Linked DNA regions of Ovis aries: regions 1 and 2 are each linked to region 3. The links are chromatin contacts, called in public Hi-C maps. All regions are on one chromosome and are shown on one strand. The core of a region is the stretch at or near the end of the contact, and the rest is flanking DNA. Distances in the headings are between cores, read along the strand shown. Region 1 holds the start of VPS18 (VPS18 core subunit of CORVET and HOPS complexes). Region 2 holds the start of GCHFR (GTP cyclohydrolase I feedback regulator). Region 3 holds the start of KNL1 (kinetochore scaffold 1).

Evidence for each region. A called contact is a pair of places that touch in the nucleus more often than the background predicts.
Region 1: a Hi-C map of tail adipose tissue shows a contact between it and region 3, with 4 times the contacts expected there. The contact joins the promoter of VPS18 here to the promoter of KNL1 in region 3. A contact is called at or near these places in 3 of 16 Hi-C or Micro-C datasets (blood, hypothalamus and tail adipose tissue).
Region 2: a Hi-C map of liver shows a contact between it and region 3, with 2.6 times the contacts expected there. The contact joins the promoter of GCHFR here to the promoter of KNL1 in region 3. A contact is called at or near these places in 6 of 16 Hi-C or Micro-C datasets (blood, hypothalamus, liver and 3 more).

What each region holds. Positions count from the first base shown.
Region 1 is chr7:34,632,218-34,634,917 of ARS-UI_Ramb_v3.0, reverse strand. It overlaps VPS18 (VPS18 core subunit of CORVET and HOPS complexes), which reads right to left and starts at 1,437. Exons shown (of 5, transcript XM_004010456.6): 1 at 1,033-1,437. The coding sequence starts at 1,123.
Region 2 is chr7:34,517,776-34,520,475 of ARS-UI_Ramb_v3.0, reverse strand. GCHFR (GTP cyclohydrolase I feedback regulator) reads right to left here and starts at 1,267. Exons shown (of 3, transcript XM_004010451.5): 1 at 1,119-1,267. The coding sequence starts at 1,154.
Region 3 is chr7:34,382,712-34,385,411 of ARS-UI_Ramb_v3.0, reverse strand. KNL1 (kinetochore scaffold 1) reads right to left here and starts at 1,427. Exons shown (of 27, transcript XM_012181202.5): 1 at 1,169-1,427. TRNAS-GCU (transfer RNA serine (anticodon GCU)) reads left to right here and starts at 1,754; the gene lies at 1,754-1,835.

The DNA.
Region 1 (2,700 bases), core at 188-2,687, 250 kb before region 3:
GGGCAAGAAGAGGCAGATTGCTCCTCTCCACCTTCTTCTAACATATTCCTACCCCAGGATGTTGGTTAGTGACACTTTAAATATCAATATATCAAGCACTTTACTAATCACCTCTACATTAGTCCTATGCTACATTATAGGTTCCGGGCTCTTCCCACACCTCTGAAAGCAGTAAGGGGTTGATTCTTTGAACTCTTGGGATGCTATTACACCACTATGTACCTGCTCCTGGTGGTAATGAGGGAAAGTTTGAGTGTTCTCCCTTATTAGTCTTTGGCCAAGCAATCCCAGCTCAACTAAAGTCTAGTTCCACTTTCTTCCCTCCTCCCTGCCCATGCAATAATGCTCTCAATGAGTCTCCAGAAGAATGAGGGCAGAGGGATCCCTGAGAAACCCTTCCAATCAGTTGGTTAACAAACTGCTGGTACTTTCTCTCTAGCCTTTACTTTCATTTCTCTATCACTACTCAAAATATTCCTGCACTTCAGATGCCTCTGCCAACTCTGTACTACTTTCTACAAAAACTTCCCCTCACCATCCAGCTGCAAACAGCTCTACCAAAAGCTTAAGATACTTCATTTTCCCCTGTTCAGTGACAGAGTTCCCTCTAGGCTCATCCCTCCTTCCCCTACAACAGTCCCCTTTCACCAGTTCTTTACTCATTCTTTCTCTTACCTCCAGAAGGGGACTGATGGGAAAAACACTGAATCAGATGAAGCCTATTCTCATCTGAACCTATTGTCAGTTTTCCCAACTGCTGCCCTCTAAGCAAGTCACTTCCTTATCTGAGTCCCAGTTCCCTCTTAGAAGGACTCTAGTGGCATGGCCTAGATCACGCGGCTGTGCTTGCTGCTCTTTCAAACTTCGACCATCCACCGCCTGGAGGCCATAAGAACCTGAGGAGAACCAAGGGCCTAAATCCAGACAGCAGGTCCAGGAGGTGAACCCGAGCTCCTGGAGCCACCCGCTCCGCTCCTCCCATGCAGATGCCAGGAGAGCCGAGAGGTGCAGCGGCGCCCTCACTTCCCTTACCCGAGTGGGGGATGCCCACGCTGGGGCAGCCGGGCTGCAAGACGGTCGAGCGGGACAGGGAGTCCTCGTATTCATCCAGGATAGACGCCATGGTGCCCGGCCTCTGGGTCCTCCGTCCCAGGGATTACAACAGGGCTCCCCCCAGGGATCCCCGTCTCCCCGGATTGGAAGCTGCGACTCCCCAGCCTCGACAGGAATCTGACAGATCCTGGCAATCGGCCACCGCCAACTCCTCCTCTTTAAAATCCTGAGAATCTTTTCACTCTCGCCTTATAGAGTGAGAAGATCGGAGAGCCCGCCTCCTTGAATTTGGCGCAGTCCTGCACCCAACTCACGCCCCCAAGAGAGCACCTGTTCCCCCTAGCCGATCTCAGGTGATCCCAACCTCGCCCGAGCAGCTCAGCTGACTCCCGCCCCTGGGACGCACGCCTATAACGTAACTTCCGGGTTCTCAGAGGCCCACGTTTGCTGGCGCAGGAACGTCGCGGAGCCGGCCCTTGGGAGGTGCGGTGAGATCTGCGGTGGGCGGGGCCGGATGGTGGTAGGGGCGGGGTCGGGTGGTGGACGGGCGGGGCTATGGGCCTAGCTGGCGCTCCAGCGGAGGAGTGCTCCGTTCTCTGTTGGGGATAGTCCGAGCTGGTGGCGGTGGTTTAGTCATTAAACCATGTTCGACTCTTGCGACCCCATGGACTGTATGTACCCCGCCAGGCTCCTCTGTCCATGGGATTCTCCAGGCAAGGATACTGGAGTGGGTTGCCATTTCCTTCTCCAGGGGATCTTCCTGACCCAGGGATTGAACCCAGGTCTCCTGCACTTCAGGCAGTTTCTTTACCGATTGAGCTACCAAGGAAGCTCCTAGGTGGTGGATGGGTCCCGCTGAACACAAGCCCCACCCTCCTGGACTCTGCTGCAGTTCTAGACTTTGACACCAGGAGGCAACCCTGGCTTTCTCTGTCGCCTTTCCAGACCCGCCCAGCGCAATCCAGCCTCAGCCTCTGAGAAGGTCCCCAGCATTTTTCACGCCCAGGCTTCCCTCCCGCAGAAGACCACTCAACCTCTGGTCAGCTCCCGCTCGCACGTTTAAAAATAGCCCATTGCCCTAGGTCCCCAGTGAAGGAAAAGACTACCCACTCCAGTACTCTTGCCTGGGGAATTCCATGGACAGAGGAGCCTGGAGGGCTGCAGTCCGTGAGGTAGCAAAGAGTCGGACACGACTAAGCGACTAACACACACAATAGGTCCCCAGGAGAACATTCCTTTCTTCAATCTAAACGTCACCTAAATCCTCCCTTCACACGCACAGGGAGGCAGTCCTGGCCTCTCTTCTCCCACGTCCAGGGAGCCACCCGTTTCCAGAAAGTGGCAGAGATGGTGGCTCGGCCAGCAGGAAGCTAGTCTCGTCTCTGGTTCGCAGTGGCTCCTCCGTGTTGAGCACTTACTCTCTTCCTGGACTTGAGTTAGGTGCTGGGGTCACAGAGATAAGTACAACAACCGTCCTGAAAGATCATAATCCAGAGGGACTATAGACCCATAAATAGGTAGTTAATGCTGATTGTGAGGTGAAAGTCGCTCTTCTACTCTTTGTGACCCCGTGGACTGTAGCCTGTCAGTCTCCTCTGTCCAGGGAATTCTCCAGGCCAGTATACTTGAGTGGGTATAGCTGTTCCT
Region 2 (2,700 bases), core at 18-2,517, 140 kb before region 3:
CTATTTAAGGTGACGAAAATTGTTCTAAATGTTCTAAAATAGTTTATGGTCATGGTTGAACAATTCTGAATAAGCCAAAACAAACCAAAACCCAATCCTGTTGAACTGTACACTTTAAATTCGTGACTTCTGTGGTTATATATATCATATACCAGTGAAACTGCTAGTTTAAAAAATGGCTTCAGAAGCACTGAATTCCCAAACTCCAGGCTTACAGAGTGCTTCCGGAGATCTGGGAAGGGACCCAGGAGTCTACATTTTACCATCTGCACAGCTGGCTGACTCTTAAACCACTGCCAAGACTTCTCCCATCCAGTGGAGAGCTCATCTGCTATTTCCTGCATCTCTAGGGAACCATGCACGTCCAGATGGATCACCGGAGCACTGGAGAGGTAGGGGGCAGACGAGCGTCCTGCTGCCCAGGTTGGGGACCCAGTCACATTCTGTACAGTCAGCACCTTTCTTTTTGCAGAGGAAACTGTGCCCAGGGAAAGGGGCGTGGCTTTACTTTGAATGGATGTTCTCACACCTCTAACCCTCCTGGTCATGTCCGGGTTCTTTCTTCTTTCTTTTCTAAGGTCTCAGAAGAGCTCTTCCTGGAATGCCTAAGGGCGCAGATCGTAGCTGTAGGCGGGCCACTGTCTCAGTGTCGTAGCACATCCTTTTCTTTTTCAAACCTCTTTTCCTTAGGTTCGTCCATTCCTCCCACCCCCCATTGCCCGGCGGAGCGGCTCTGTGTAGGGCAATGGTTGCTGCGCTTGAGAGAGCAGGACTCTCTGAGTCTCTCAGAGGTTTCGACCTCCCGCAGGCAGCTAGGACCTGAGCCGCAGGCGCCCGGAACTCCTGGGTGGCGGGGACGCACGCACGTAGTCCCCTTTCCCGGCGCTGGAGGGGCCCGGCGGCCGGAAGGGCCCGGCCGCCGGAGCTCCCTAGTCCCTGGATCCAGGCAGGGTCCGAGTTCCAACCGCCTCCGCCGCCCGCGGGGGCGTGTCCCAGGCGGCTTCCGCGTCCCGGCACCCGCAGGCGTCGCCCGGGACGGAGGCGCCAAGGTGCGGCCGGCAACGTCCCCCCGCCCGGGGCCCAAAGCCAACTCCCAGGGACGGGCAGCGGGTACTCACCATGCGTATCTGGGTGCTGATGAGCAGGTAGGGCATGGTGCGCGCGTCCCGGCCAGGCTCCTTCCCTGGACTTTAGGTCGGGCGCCGACGCCAGCCCTTCAGGCTCCGGGACTGCGACCAGCCGCCTGGAGTCCAGTTACTCCGACTCTGGCCTCCGGTTGCGCCAGTCCCTGAGCTCCTGGTCCGTAAGCCCCTCGACCGGCCAATCAGGAGCGGGCGCCCTTGACGCGCCTGGAGCTCGGTGATTCAAGACCCGCCCCAGCCCTGGGGCAGCTCACTGGGACCCTGTGTTGTCACCCACCGCTTCCGAGGGTCGTCCGGCCGCGAGGAGGGACCTCTGTTGGGTAGTGGGGGGATCGCTCCCGCACCGGTGCGCCGGAGCTGGGAGCGGCCCCCGAGCTCTCTCTGCTGGCTGCGTTGGGCCGTGGCGCCCAGCGCGCGTGTTGACCTTGCACCCCGTTATTGCAACACCTCCAGTAACAGGTTCCAAAGTCCTGCGGATCCCCGTCCCAGCCCCTGTGAAGCCCAACAGGAAGCAAAGGGCGACCCCACTGAGGTCTCCCAAGCTTCTGCCCACCTCACCCAAAGACTCCTCTAAAACGTTTATCGGATCCCTACTTCCCGACCGAAGACAAGTTCTCCGGAGATTCCTTAAGCGCACAGAAGACAGGCAGGAGACCCACTCGGTGCACTGCGCATTCCTGCCTCCCCGACTGTAGTTCCTAGTACAGCGGAGGAACTTTGCATTTCTGTGGCCTTGTAGGTAAGTATGTAAGAGAACTGAGCACTTTGCTGAGTGCCAGGCCTAGAGAGACTGAAACCAATGGAATCTGGCCGTTCAGAGAGCTTTCCATGAAGCTGGACAGACACCACACACGTGCAGGAAACCACAAGGCAACACCTGGGACAAAAGAAACTTCCCCGAACCAACCACCGAAGAGAGCGGCGAGTTCACCTCCACGTGTTCACGCCCTCATCTGGATGTATCAAAATCTGACAGCATTCTTCATCTGCCTTGTTGTGACATCTGCCTTGTTGTGATTGGTTTTTGAAAAAAGAAAAGCAAAACAAAGGCAAACTGTAACCTTCCCTCCTGGACTCTTGAAAAATCTTCGCTTCACTGAAGGGCACATACAGGGCTCTCTCTGTGCCTCCAGCACTTTGACCGATGAGAGAAATACAAGGGATAAATAGCAAGTTGTAACCCTAAAGAAGGAGCTTCCCTGATAGCTCAGGGAAGTGGTAAGGAATCTGCCTGCCAATGCAGGAGGTGCAGGAGGCTCGGATTCAACCTCTGGGTTGAGAATTTCCCCTGGAGAAGGGAATGGCAACCCACTCCAGTATTCTTGCCTGGGAAATCCCATGGAGAGAGGAGCCTGGGGGATAAGCCCGTGGGGTCACAAAAGAATCAGACACGACTTAGAAGCTAGACAACCCTAAAGGATCCTTCCTGGTCTGATCTATTTTTCTGTACTCTCTTTCCCTATTTTCTACTTCCAGGACTAGAAGTTTAGCTGGAGAGATAAGATATATTTATGCTTAACAAAGGATTTCTTAAACTAAAAATTAATGCCCAGGATAT
Region 3 (2,700 bases), core at 178-2,677:
ATTGGACAGCACTGTCCTACTACCAATATCTAGGGTATCTTTTACTGTCTCTTACTTAGCATCAAACACATCATTAATATTACCACTCCAAGTATTTTTCACTCAGTTTACATCTACTTGTCACCTTGTAAACATTTCCAGCCATTCACATTGTCAAGAAAAACCATACCACTTGGAACCCAACCTTTACAGTACGTTAAATTCACATCTCAAACCACTCTTTCCTTCAAGTTCCACCTCAAATACCACTTTCTCCAAGAAGCCTCCTCTAGACTCCATTGCCAAAAAGCATCAAATAAGCTGGTCTGTGTTCCCACATTCCTTTAGAATGTCCTGTAATCCTTTACAGTGTCTTGCTTTATAGTTATCTGTGTATATCAATTCCTTCCCTTTCTGGACTGTAAATTTTAGATGAAGGACTGAATCTTCTGCTCCCTGCCCGAGCACAAGACAAGGAATCCAATACAGATCTGAGGAATTAGACTGATCCAATTCAACTGAAAACTTCAACCTTAATACCTAAAGTAAGCTCTGCTTTGGTCTTCTCTGTCATATCTCTATAAACCGATCTTTAAGATTCCAATCGACAAAACATATTTTTAGAACTTTTTTCTTAAACTCTACTATTGAGACAAACAGCAAGAAAAGACTCCTTAACTCTGGCTTAATAACGCACCGAGGATTTTTTTAAAAACTTATTTGTGGCGTACTAATACTGGCTTTATTTATGTTATTACATCCGCTGCTGCTGCTGCTGCTAAGTCGCTTCAGTCGTGTCCGACTCTGTGCGACCCCATAGACGGCAGCCCCAGAAAACTCAAAATCTGCTCAGTGCCGCTAGCACTCAGATCAGACACTGTAAATAAACCATAAACCGAGAGTTCAAAATCACATTTCTGTTACTTCATTTATAGCTAAGAAAAGACTAAGAAATGCAAACACCCGTGAGTTCCCCAAAGAAGGGAAAAGGAGGTAGGTGCTAGGGGCAGTCCTGGAGCCCTGACAGAAGATGGCGGGGCGGGACGCGGAGAGAGCCGCGGGCCAGCGACCCAGGGCCGCCCGTGGGGCCCAGGTGTGGATGGAGACTGCTAGGGGGGCGAGAGGCGGCACAAGTGTAGGCCGAGGTGAGAAAAGAGCGAGTCCTGCACCGGGGGAGAAGCGTCCGTACCTGAGCCCACAGTTCTGCGGCAGCCTGGCTGTAGGCGCGTCCCTCTCCTCCCAGCGTGGGGCCTTGAGTCCGCTCTATCAAAACCTAATTCCCGCGGGCGAAGACCAGGACTAAAGTTACCCGCCGCGGCCCAAGGGCTTCACAAACTCTCCTCAGACTTGTTTGTGGTCCGCACGCTCCTCACACAGCTCACCCCCACCCCTTCCCGTCTCCTCACGACGCCCAGAGGACTCTCTAAAGCATTCAAATCTAACCGCCTAGCTAAAGCGCAGGCGCAAAGCCGCCCAACGCGTCGGCCCCGCCCCTTAGGCGGCGGACCCTCCCTAAGATTTCTTCAGTCAAAGTTTTTTCCCAGTTAGTATGCCAATTTTATTTCTTCCAAGGTTATCTCATTTTCTACGGAATTTTCCTTTATTCCTCCCCACTGCAGATTCCTCACTGCATGGGAGCGGCCATCTTCTTTTTATTTCTTGCTGTAAAAAAGATCGGAGCTTTGCTTCCGTACAAAATGGCGGCTCCCATTCCATTACGTCACATCCCCCTAGTTTTACTCCCTATAGCTACCAGGAAGGAGTAGGCTTCTGGGACGAGGTGGCCGAGTGGTTAAGGCGATGGACTGCTAATCCATTGTGCTCTGCACGCGTGGGTTCGAATCCCATCCTCGTCGAGCGAAGGTTTTATTTTTTCGCCACTGATTTGAACCGATGACGGTGAATTTCCTTGCGGAATGGAAACAGTTGCTTATTCATTGCAAGTATGATTTACTAGTCGACTTTGAAACCTCCGGTTTTACTCTTTAGACAGCTTTTGGAACATTCTGACCTCACGTATAAAGAAAAAGGAGGGAAAGAGACATTTTTGGGGAATCAGTGTTTAATTAAATAATGCATTTAGTGTATTTTTAATGTAGCAAAAAACAGTGCATAGAATCCCACGATTATCGCTATTTACATATGTTCTAGTGGTGGTCTGCTCGGTATTAATTAACCCAGCTCCTGACTGAGGAACTTCGGTTATTGTGGACTCTAACCCCAGCGTTTTTCATACCTGTCGTTACTATGAAATATCAGATTTTACTTCAAAAGCTACCGTGAGACTCAGTGTTCAGGGTTCTCTTTCAGTCCCCAGGAGGCTGCAGGTGCTCAGGAAAAGTACTCGACGTTAAAAAAAAGATGTTGACAGCACTTGGAAACTTGGTAGTTATCTGGAAGTCAGAGAGGTGAAGACATAGCTGCCTTCCCAGAGGAGAAAGTTTTAATTCTTCTCTTGGATTTAAGCAGAGAGGGAGTAGGAAAAGAATAGAGATTCTCCTCCTGAAGGGTCACCAGGCAGTCTTTCAACTCACATTTTAACAACCGTCATTTATCCAGTATTTATCTACAGGCACCACAATGAATTACAGCACTTTAATTCACAATTCACAATAACACTGTGATCACAACAGACATGTTTATTACTCCATTTTACAGATGAGGAAACTGAAAGATAAACTTGTCCAAGGTTATACAGCTTTTGTACTTCCAGAAAAGGCA